Linked DNA regions of Hordeum vulgare: region 2 is linked to region 1. The links are chromatin contacts, called in public Hi-C maps. All regions are on one chromosome and are shown on one strand. The core of a region is the stretch at or near the end of the contact, and the rest is flanking DNA. Distances in the headings are between cores, read along the strand shown. Region 1 holds the start of LOC123444739 (transcription initiation factor TFIID subunit 9-like). Region 2 holds the start of LOC123444740 (extradiol ring-cleavage dioxygenase-like).

Region 1 (5,978 bases), core at 971-3,470:
GAACAAGAGTCCCTACGAATCTGGTAAGGATTCCAGGAAGCGCGCCGCAGAGTGCAGCATGCCCATTGATGATTTACCAGAGATTTCTGCCACCGGCAGCAAGAAAAACAAGATCGCCAGGCCCTTACCGGGTGCTACGAGTCGCTAGGCCTAACAGATGCTCTCTCTTCTATGTGATTATTTGACTTGACCCATCCATGTAGACTGTCCAAATCTAATGAAAGTTATCAACAATAGAATACACATAATATATCTAAAGAGTAAAGCCAACTAATAAGGAAACTGAGTATTCGTGTTTCCAGTTCCAACAGACTAGCAGCATCTCTGCACTAACAGAACAGGTTATTTGTTTCTTGCTTGGTTCTCAAAGGTGAAGTAAAATTGTGTATATGAAACTACTATTTGCACATGATTCCTAAGATTTTAGACCCTTCAGCAGATAAGCATTCAACTTTCCAAACATAAATGGGCTCAGCTGAACATTCCTAACAAGACATGGACTGAATTAAATTTCAATGTTCTGTCCGAACTGGACTCTCCTTGCATCATATGCGCAAATATGAAAGGTTCTCCCATGATGGAGGCTAGAAAGGGCTCTTTGCTTTTTTTTCTTTGAGTATGGATTCTATTCTGCTACCTTTACTTCTGACTTCTCCCACCTATTGGTATTGATCATACCTTACATCGACAAGGTATTCATTTCTGCTAATAGCTGCACTCTGGACGTAAAATCTTGGCACTCCCTGATTACCCCATCAAACTGGCAAAAGTTTGGTCAGTTCCAACTTCCTAACGGATAAAGGAGTCATCTTGGTCCTAGTGGTAGGGTGGTAGAGTACTAGTACTTGAGATGAATCTGGGTTTGAATCCCACATTCCCTCCTATGTTTGTTCATTATAATTTCAGTATAACACTGACTGATATGTTGGTCCCTCAGATGGCTATGAGTTAAAAAAACCGACATTTTGTGAGCTCAAGGACTCAAAACTGCAAATCCGCAATCTCTCTGTGCTGCGTTCCGGATGGTGGCTTCTAACCACCATGTCTGAAGCTATGATTGATGTGCTCTTATTGTGGAACACATTTGATCAAGAAGTTGAGCCTTATTTGAGATTCAAATTTCCCCCAAAAAATATCTCCCAGCCAAGACCCAGAAATTAACTGAAATCTCATAGCACACACCATTTTCCGTACTCCCTCCATCCTAATATATAGGGAGTAAAGCATGTTTCAAGATTTATTTTGACCATTATTTAGACCAATAATATATGATGCGGGCGTTGCAAAAAGTATACCATCAAATTCGTTGAAAGTTGTTTCTAATGGTAGGATCTTTATAGCATATACATCTCATATATGTTTATCCTATTCCTTGTTGAGGAAATCGTTAACTGGCAGCTGCTCGGTTGGGTGGCGAGTAGGGGATTAATGGGCTAATCGGCAAGGGAATCAGCAATTTAATCAATTAATAGGACGATTTTTAGGTTTATCGGCTATTCAATGAGCCTGCGAGTAGGGATTAATCAACAATTTAACTGGTTAATCGGATGGATTCTTGAACAGGGATCCTATTGATGGTCAGCTTAAATCTCGAAATACATATTAGCCCCTGTATAACCGGATAGAGGCAGTATCTATCTAGATTGTTTCTTCTTCGACACATCTGCACATCCTCTACAAGCTTATCCTTTCCCCAATCGGAGTCCAAAACATTGTTCCCTCCGAATCTGATAGGTTCACAGGAAAGCCCGCCCTGGATCTGGAGTTTAAATTGGACCCTTGTCCTCTTCATTGACGAGTTGAATGAAGCTACGATACCTAGTAATTCGTCCGAATCTAACGAAGATATACTCTAGGGTTTTTGGTGAGATTGGTAGTGCTCGTACCTCGCGGGGCGGCGGCTGGGAGAAGGAGAAGTTGACATTGGCCTGGATGGCGAGGCGGACGTCGTCGGCGTCGATCTGGGGCTTGTCTGCGTGGTCGGCGTAGACCTGGGCGTCGCCGAGCACGTCCCCGACGTACCGGTATGCCAGGTCCAGGAACTGGCCCACGACGCGCGGCTCGTACTCGCCCTCGCCGAGCCCCATCGACCGGAGGAGCTCCCGCACCACGCGCGCGTCGCGCGGCTCGTCCGGGACGGAGGCTCCTCCCGCCGCCGCCGCGGACGGAAGCGATGGCCGCACGCCGCCGCTGTCCATGGCCTGATTGCTGTGTCTTGCCTCGGCTGGTGGGGAGGGGTTCGGGGAACGAATGGGGGTTAGATATAGTACCGTTTAAAAGCATAAAATGTAGCAATAGTGTCATCAAAGACGCTTTGGCCGAGTGGTTAAGGCGTGTGCCTGCTAAGTACATGGGGTTTCCCCGCGAGAGTTCGAATCTCTCAGGCGTCGATTTTTTTTTTTTGTGTGGCTTGGTTTAGGCTGTTTGGGACTGCTTCAATTCATCAAAATCAGCTTCACTTCGTCAAATTTATTTTGAAGCAGTTTCATATAGAAGTTATAGCACTATCAAGAGAATGTTTGGCTTTCATTTAGCTCCAGCTTCTGGGATAGAAAATTCAGTGGAAAGAATCTATTTCATTGGTTGAGGGTAAAGAAATGAAGGGGTATCCATTTACTGGTGGCAGTGGTGCGTAATTCCCCCCAGCTTCAACTTCTAGAGTTTTTTTGAGCACCCTCTTAGGAGCTTCATAAAAACTCTGAAGTTGTACCTAGATTCTAGTTTTTTGCGGAACAACATATCGTGGAGCTACCCCGTTTGGCTTGTCTTTTCTGGAGCAGAGCTGAATTTTAAGGAGCAGAGCAGTCCCACACAGGCTCTTACTCAAGAAAAATGGTCTAAATCTACCGACTGATCCTGCACGTGACATCCGCCACACGTCCGATTCATTTTAATCGGGCCGACCACGTGAAGGGCTTATATGGCAAGAAACTTTTTAAAATGTCATCTTCCATTAAATCGATGAAGTGTCGGTATTTTAGGCCGCGCTTTGGATGCTACACGCATGTGTCGCTCACAAGTAATTTTTGTGAACGGAATGCACGAAGTAATACTACAATTGCTTTAGATGAAATTTTCGCAACAAAGGTCTCATTACGGAAAACAGAAAAGGGTTGAAAGATATTGTAATTTTTGCAAAGGATCTTGTTGGAGGAAAGGAAAGAAGATATATTTTTGTTGAAAATATGCCCTAGAGGCAATAATAAATTGGTTATTATTATATTTTCTTATTCATGATAATAGTTTATTATCCATGCTATAATTGTATTGATTGGAAACTAAAATACATGCCTGGATACATAGACAAAACACTGTCCCTAGTAAGCCACTAGTTGACTAGCTCATTGATCAAAGATGATTAAGGTTTCCTAGCCATAGACAAGTGTTGTCACTTGATAACGGGATCACATCATTAGGAGAATGATGTGATGGACAAGACTCAAACTATGAACGTAGCATATGATCGTGTCAGTTTATAGCTATTGTTTTCTGCATGTCAATGTATCTGTTCCTATGACCATGAGATCATGCAACTCCTGGACACCAGAGGAATGCCTTGTGTGTATCAAACATCGCAATGTAACTGGGTAACTATAAATGTGCTCTACATGTATCTCCGAAGGTGTCTATTGGGTTGGCATGGATCAAGACTGGAACTTGTCACTCCATGTGACGAAGAGGTACCTCGGGGCTCACTCGGTAATACAACATCACAAACAAGCCTTGCAAGCAATGTGACTAAGGAGTTAGCCATGGGATCTGGTATTACGGAACGAGTAAAGAGACTTGCCGGTAACGAGATTGAACTAGGTATAGAGATACCGACGATCGAATCTCGGGCAAGTAACATACCGATGGACAAAGGGAACATTATACGGGATTAACTGAATCCTTGACATCGAGGTTCAACCGACAAAGATCTTCGTAGAATATGTAGGAGCCAATACGGGCCTACAGGTCCCGCTATTGGTTATTGACTAGAGAATGTCTCAGGTCATGTGTGCATAGTTCTCGAACCCGTAGGGTCTGCACACTTAAGGTTCGATGATGTTTCGGTATAGTCCAGTTATGTATGTTGGTGACCGAAGGTTGTTCGGAGTCCCGGACGTCACGAGGAGCTCCGGAAGAGGTAAAGATTGATATATATAAGAAGTCCTGTTTTGGTCTCCGGAAAAGTTTCAGGCTCATCGGTAGTGTACCAGGAGTGCCGGGAGGGTGCCGGGAACCACCGGGAGGGGTGTGACGACCCAAGAGCCTTATGGGTTGTGAGAGGAGGTGGACCAGCCCCTGGTGGGCTGGCCGAAGCCTCTCTCAAAAGCCCATGCGGCTAAGAGTGGAGATAAAAGGCCATAGTCCTTTACAAGGAAAGGAAGGAGGAGTCCTCCCAAACTAGTCCACTTCCCTTGTGGGAAGGTGGACTCTTCCTTGTAGGGTTCGGCCGACACCTTCTCCTTGGAGTAGGGGCCAAGGCTGCCTCCTCTATCCTCCTCCTACATATACTAAAGGTTTTGAGGGTTTTGAGACACATGAATCAGCTACGGAGATTTGTTTCTCGTCTAGTCTAGTTCGGCGGTGCTTAGGCGAAGCCCTGCTGGATTAGTTCACCACCACCACTACCACGACGCCGTGCTGGAGAACTCATCTACCTCTCCGCCCCTCTTGTTGCATCAAGAAGGTGGGGATCGTCATCGAGGTGTACGTGTGTTGAACGTGGAGGTGTCGTCCGTTCGGCACTAGAGCACAGATGGATCGTGATGGGATCGCGGGACGGATCGTGATGAGATCGCGTGACGGGCTGCGATTTGAATCGTGAAGATGTTCCGCGTTATATACGCTTCCGCTTAGCGATCTACAAGGGTATCTAGATTCACTCTCCCCTCTCGTAGATGATCATCGCCATGGATAGGTATTGTGTGTGCATTGTTTCCCATGCAACGTTCCCCAGCAATTTTGCAACTAAGGTCTTGTTGCAGGAAGAGAGATCGCTCGAGCCTTGTCCGCCGTCTCCATCATTCAACATCGCAACCTCTATCGCTGCCGTCGTATAGTTCCTGCAACATTATCTCTCTTGCATAATTTTTCCGCAACAAGACCTCTCTTACAAAAAAGAATTACACACATTTCTACAACGTGATTTCTATTGTAAAAAATATTCTACAACATGATCTTTGTTGCGGGAAAATTATAACAAACTTTGTTGCAAAAAATCTACAAATATTTCCGCAACACGGTCTTTGTTACAGAAAATATTCCTATAGTAAAGACGGTTGTAAATAAAATTCTAGAGATGTTTCTGCAACGTAATCTTTGTTGTAGAAGATATCATATAACAAACTCGGTTGTAAATAAAATTCTACAAATGTTTTCGCAACATGATACTTGTTGCAGAAAATATTCTGTAACAAACTCTGTTGCAAAAAATATCTACAAACGTTTCTACAACATATTCTATGTTGCAAAAATTCTGCAAAATAATCTATACTACAAAAATTAATATACCCGTTATACATTTGATGACGTTGGTGGCTAGCAACCCGGCCCCGACCGATCTAGATCTGCCGGCGGACGCGTAGGAGCGCCCTTTACTTAACTAGTTCTCCGTTATTTCTTTCTATTCTAATATTGGCTTCATAATGTTGTATTTTCATTGTTTCGTTGCCTAGGTGATTTTTAATAGTTCTGGACATAATTTAAGAATTAAACATGTGCGATACAATTTGATGCCACATACAACTAAGTTTTATAACTATTATTAATGCAATCTTCTCTAGCAAGACCGTGTGCCGCTTTGTCAGCAGTACGTCTCACCCATCTCCCCTTATGATCATCTAATGACTTTAGCATTGTCTTCACCTCCTTGCTGATGAACATGTGGGTGGACCTGTCCCTATAGCTTCATGGATGTCAGGGACTGAACGATGCTTTGGCGGTCCGTCTTGAAAACAATTTGTCGAACACCAAGCTCCATATCCACACTC
Region 2 (5,480 bases), core at 1,619-4,118, 150 kb before region 1:
TTGAACCTCTTGATAATGCAGATCAACACGGAGAGCAAGGGGAAGGAGGTGCTGCCACCAAAGAGCAAGACAAGGGCAAGGACGTGGTGCCGCCCTCAGAGGTGATGCCCGTCCAAAGCCCTGACATGGACAATGTCTATCCGGAGGAGTCCCCCAGCAGCAAGCGTTGAAACTACGACCACTACCATGAGGTGGGAGGGGCAACCAACTTCTACAAGGTGATCATGCCCCCCCCCCCCAAAGTTGGAGACCATACCTATGCCGTTGGACTTCAAGAAGCACTTCCCGTTTGTGCCACCGGAGTTCAAGCTGAAGATGAACACCGGCTGCTCCTGGAGGATGACTGTCCGACTGTTGAATGGTAGGTTCACCCTCGATCAGGGCTGGGGCACCTTCCCCATTGCCCATCAGATCAAGATAAGCTTCATGATGACCTTCAAGCTGCTCACTCCCGGCATGCTAAAGGTCATCGTGTTCAATGATGGTGGCATTAAAGTGGTGACCAGGTGCGGGAAGCACGACGATGCCTTCGTTATGAATCCCTAAGACCGCTCCGACATGCTCCAGCTACTTTACTGTAGTATCAAACTACTATTTTGAACTGATCTGTTATGTGTGGCATAACATTTATATCTGCTCTATGTTTTATTATATGTGTTCTTCGTAAGGCCGTTGTGTGCTGGTAACCTCACCACCGTGTCAGAGGTTACCGGATAACATGCGATGCATGCCACCAAAGAGCAGGCTGTGTGTTTGCGCGTGCACAAGTGGACAACCAAACAGCATGCCTAGAGTGACACCTCATGCAACCTAGAATGTATGCAACCAACCAAACTAAGTGTAGATGTTAGTTTTGTGTCTGTTTTACCCCAGCCAGGCCTTGTTTACCCACACTCCACGGGACAGTTCCGACAACTACGTTTACGAATCACGCCCAAAAACTTTTGATTTATGCCACCTTTGAACGGAATTCCAACAAAAAAAGTTTTTTGGTTTCTACGGCAACGCATGCACCTAATGTTTTGAAAGAGTTCATTGTTTCCCTGTGATGCAAACAAATAATTTGCATCACACAGTTTTTTTGTGTATTCCATTCATATAGGATGTAATGTGACATGATACTCAAATTCCACATTTTTCATGTTGTTGTGCTTTTTGAATTGAACGAGTCAAAGAGGCCCAGATATGTGTCACCAGACCCCTACCCACTCTTTAAGGTAATGCATATAGCTCAATCGCTTGCTATTTCTAAGACCAACCATATTTGTGGGCTCTTCCTTGTCTTCATTATATCATGTTTCGATGCTTTGTTCGGGCAACTTCAACTCGCCGATCTAAATGGATAACGTTTTTTGTCCGTTTGGGTCGTCCGCCGGCCTCCGTGTCCGTTTTATTAAATGCGTCAGCACATGCACCCAACGAAAAGCAAGTGAGCAGCAGCACTGTGGCAATAAAATAATAGAAAAAATGTGGATGTGGATGAACCAACGAATTAAATAAGTAGGCAGATGTGGGTGGGTGGCTATGTGACAAATGGGTCAGGTCACACATGCGGACGACGTAGCCACAAAAAAATGTGTGCTTTGTATCCGTCAGCGACCCAAATATGATCCAAATTTGCGTTAAAAATGGATCCGCGCGGACACAAAATAGACGCAAAATAAAAATGAATCTTCACATTAGGCCATTACTTTTATCCACGTCAATATATACGAACACACACGGACGAAATGCGTCCTCTCGCTGGGTTGCTCTTAGGCTTCATTATACCAAAGACATGGGATCGATGCCGGCTACAAATATTTTTATGAAATTCTATGTTGAATGAGTCTTCGATTACCTCTTGCTATAGTATCATAACGAATTGGATGCAACCTTTGTAGCCTCACTACTACCTACTCAAATAATGGTATCCTCACGACCCTACCGTTTCCCAACCTCAATAAGGTGTTATCTACAATAAAATTCAGAACATGCGCAGTGTTCACAGTTAACGATGTTGCAGGATATCATACCCTTTATTCACCAAAATTCAAGTGATCAAGCAAAAAAAAAAAAAGTCCAACTTTCTTTGAGCAAATTTTGGAATAGTATTAGTACCATCCAGTTTTGGCGTGTGCACCTGTACCATGCCATGACCAATCTCCTTTCGAGAACCCACAGCCAAAACCAAGGCAAGGGCATCCACCACCAACCTTGGCTATTTTAAAATCAAACAGCGGATCCACGCGAAGTCTGACCGGCCCAACCAACCAGGACAACATCTCAATCGAACCAGAACGAGAGGGGATGGAAGAAAGCAAGCAAGCCGGGAACGGACCTGGTACATGGACTTGGGGAAGCCGCCGAAGTCGTGGATGGTGTCGTTGCTGCCGCGGATGACGTTGACGGCCGGCGTGGCCGTCTCCCAGTGGGCCGACACGATCAGGATGGCGCGCGGCCGCTCCGGGCCGGCGACGGCCGCCGGCAGCCATGACTCGAAGAAGCTCCGCGCCGGGATCGTCTCGTCGATGGAGAGCGTGGGCGAGCCGTGCGACAGGAAGAAGGTGTCCATGGCCGCGGCCGGCGGGCGCCTCCCGGCGGCTTCTGGCTGGTTCTGGTGTTGGTCGTCGCCGCCGCGCGGCTGTGGCGTCGCGTGCCTGTCCCCCGGTTTGGGCTTGTTGGCTATGGCTAGGCTGTGGCTCTGCCCCATCGCCGCCAGCGGGGTGCTCTCCTTATTACGGGTGCCGCGAGCGCTGCAGTCGACGCGGTTGTGAGTTTCCGGCTCAGGCCCCTATTCCTGACGGGCTCGTGTGTCGCGTGGTTGGTAGGAGGAGAGCCCAGACGCTTGCTCGTGCTACTTTCTCTCCTGTGCTTTGCTGCTTTTCCAGCAAGGAGTCAATGACATTTTCCTTTTCTAATTTTGAGGAGAGGCATTTTGCCTTTCGACAATGGGCATAAAAGTTTGGGGAGGCGATCATTACTTTTACATCAAGATGTGGTGACGGTATTTGAATAAATTCTAATGATGGTGTACTTAGGGCATGTTTGGGACTGCTTCAATTCATCAAAATCAGCTTCACTTCATCAAATTTACTTTGGAGCAGTTTCATACAGAAGCTATAGCACTATCAAGAGAATGTTTGGCTTCCATCTAGCTCCAACTTCAAGAATAAAAAATTTGATGGAAAGAATCTATTTGATTGGTTGAGGGGAAAGAAATGAAGGGGTATCCACTTACTGGTGGCAGTGGTGGGTAATTTTCCCCCAACTCCAGCTTCTAGTCTTTTTTGGAGCACCCTCTCAGGAGCTTTCTAAAAACTTTGAAGTTGTATCCCAGATTCTAGATTTTTTGTGGAGCAGCATATCCTGGAGCTATCCCGTTTGGCTTATTTTTTCTGGAGCAGAGCTGAATTTTAAGGAGCAGAGCAGTCCCAAACAGGCTCTTAAGCTCGAGGAGATTCGAAACACTCGCGTCGGTATCTTCCAACTCTTTTGCTTTTTATTTTTGCCTTTATGATTTTTTATTGCAAGTTAGTTTTCAAAAACGCAAATAAATAAATGGAAATAGAATAAGCTTTGTTTTGTTCTCGTTCTTCATTTAGTACCTTGGAGTTCGTTTGAGTTTTGTTCTCAAAGGAGTTAGTGCCGGCCTGGTGTATGGTCAGAGGGGCGACGGTCTAGGGCCCAGGCCTGAGGGGGGCCCATGATGTGGTATATATGTGTAGTATAGCCCAGCAAAAAAAATAGATAAGAAACAATTTGAGAGAAGCGCAATGGGCTAGGCCTAATTGTTTGGCAGATACGAGCGAACTAGTTAAGCGTGGCCATACGCCAGGCACGGCCGCACGCGTACGCCCTTGAAAATCTGAATCAAATCAATCTCAAGACCGTTGTATAGCCGTGCCTTCGTCTGTTCGAGTTCCTCTTGTTCGTATTTGTCGACCGTCGCTCTCGCTCGGCGCCTCGTTGTCGTCGCTGCGCGCGCGACAGACGGGCAGCCTGTTGTTGCGCCGTGTGGCAGTGCCGGCGCCGGCAACCTGGCTACCCAATTTCAATGTTGATGTGAGTGAAGAACAATGGCAATAAGCTAATCCTGAGCAGGAAAATTGTTTGAGGTCAACTATGTTGGAAGATAGATTATATTGAATTGCTTGGCTATGTGCTGCATTGAGATGCATATCTTGGATAGTGTTGATCTCGATATTCTCCTTGCTGGCTTTGCATCAAGAAGAACACTACGAAGCTTTTTTCAAAAGCACTAAAATAGTATTATTGTCAATGGAATTAGTCAAATTTGGTTCTTATCTGAGATAATTATGTCATGTTAGTTTCATTTTGCTATCTTTGTAGTTTTTCTATTGTATTATGGCATTCTCCAACAAGTATTATAGCCAAATCTAAAACTGAAGATTTTTTCCCCAATTATATTTATTTATTTATGTATCACCCAAACACATACATATATGGTCTTAGGACTTAAGAGGCCCATGTTGTCGAGTCCGCCTAGGGCCTTCCGAAACACAGGGCCAGCCCTGAAAGGAGTTGATCTATGCGAAGACAACGAGAAATGCAAAAGTAAAGAAGAGAAGCGTGTAAATTTGCAACAGTAAAGGCACATTCAAATGCTATCTGAAATTTTTTAGGCAAAAAGGTTAAGTATTTTGACGTGTGTAAAAAAAACAAGTTGAACATCAATGGTTTTTCTGAAATGTCACATCCAAATTTGTTTCTTTTCATCGACGAAACACCACTCCTCCGATTCACATGAAAATTGTCAAGCATGCTTGCGACAATAACATAGACATCCAGAAAAATCGGATTTTTCTGAAAACATATATTTTTTGTGTATGTTACTGTTCATCCGGGTGCGTATGCACCTCGGTGCAAAAACACATCTCCCAAAAAGATAGCAAATTACTTGATGGAGACATATGACTAGAGGCACCAGAAAAAAAATTCCAATATGTACCTGAGTTTCCTTGGACACCAAAGTTGTTCATAACCTGGAGAAAGGCGACTTGATCCCAGCCCGGCGGTGCACGTGAGGTTGGTGTTGGCAGCAGCGCCGGCTCATATGCCGGTGAAGACAGGAGAGCTGACGAGGGCGTGTAGTAGAGGCTTCCGTCAGTAGGGCAGGGCGGTGGAGCACTGTATGAAGTATGTGATGGAGCGACATGATATGCGTTCGCTGACTCTCGAGGGGTAAGTAACCCACGGGCACCAGTATGCGGACGAAGGCCGGGTTGCCAAGCACCGGTGTAGGCAGGTGGAGCCCCCAGGGGCGACGTGGCAGACCAAGGCATAGGCCATGCGTGGACAAGCCCGGTCCATGGATCATGCGGAGGACGGCGGGATGGAGACGCTGGTGGAGCACTCGGAGCCATCATAGGGTTTGAAGACGGCGGTGTCCAAGGAGGCGCCAAGCGCGACCTGTAGATAGGGTTCTTTCCACGGTAGTTGGGACCAGGGCGGTAGCCTGGAGGTGTGCTACCTCGACA

What was found. Hi-C and Micro-C count contacts between places; a contact is called where the count stands out from the background.
Region 2: a contact with region 1 is called in a Hi-C map of leaf, with 2.5 times the contacts expected there. The contact joins the promoter of LOC123444740 here to the promoter of LOC123444739 in region 1. A contact is called at or near these places in 1 of 6 Hi-C or Micro-C datasets (leaf) and 1 of 1 datasets of contacts at active chromatin or transcription factors (embryo).

The regions. Positions count from the first base shown.
Region 1 is chr3H:531,866,993-531,872,970 of MorexV3_pseudomolecules_assembly, reverse strand. It overlaps LOC123444739 (transcription initiation factor TFIID subunit 9-like), which reads right to left and starts at 2,220. Exons shown (of 2, transcript XM_045121561.1): 1 at 1,887-2,220. The coding sequence starts at 2,198. It overlaps TRNAS-GCU (a tRNA gene), which reads left to right and starts at 2,309; the gene lies at 2,309-2,390.
Region 2 is chr3H:532,022,686-532,028,165 of MorexV3_pseudomolecules_assembly, reverse strand. LOC123444740 (extradiol ring-cleavage dioxygenase-like) reads right to left here and starts at 2,868. Exons shown (of 3, transcript XM_045121562.1): 1 at 2,321-2,868. The coding sequence starts at 2,692.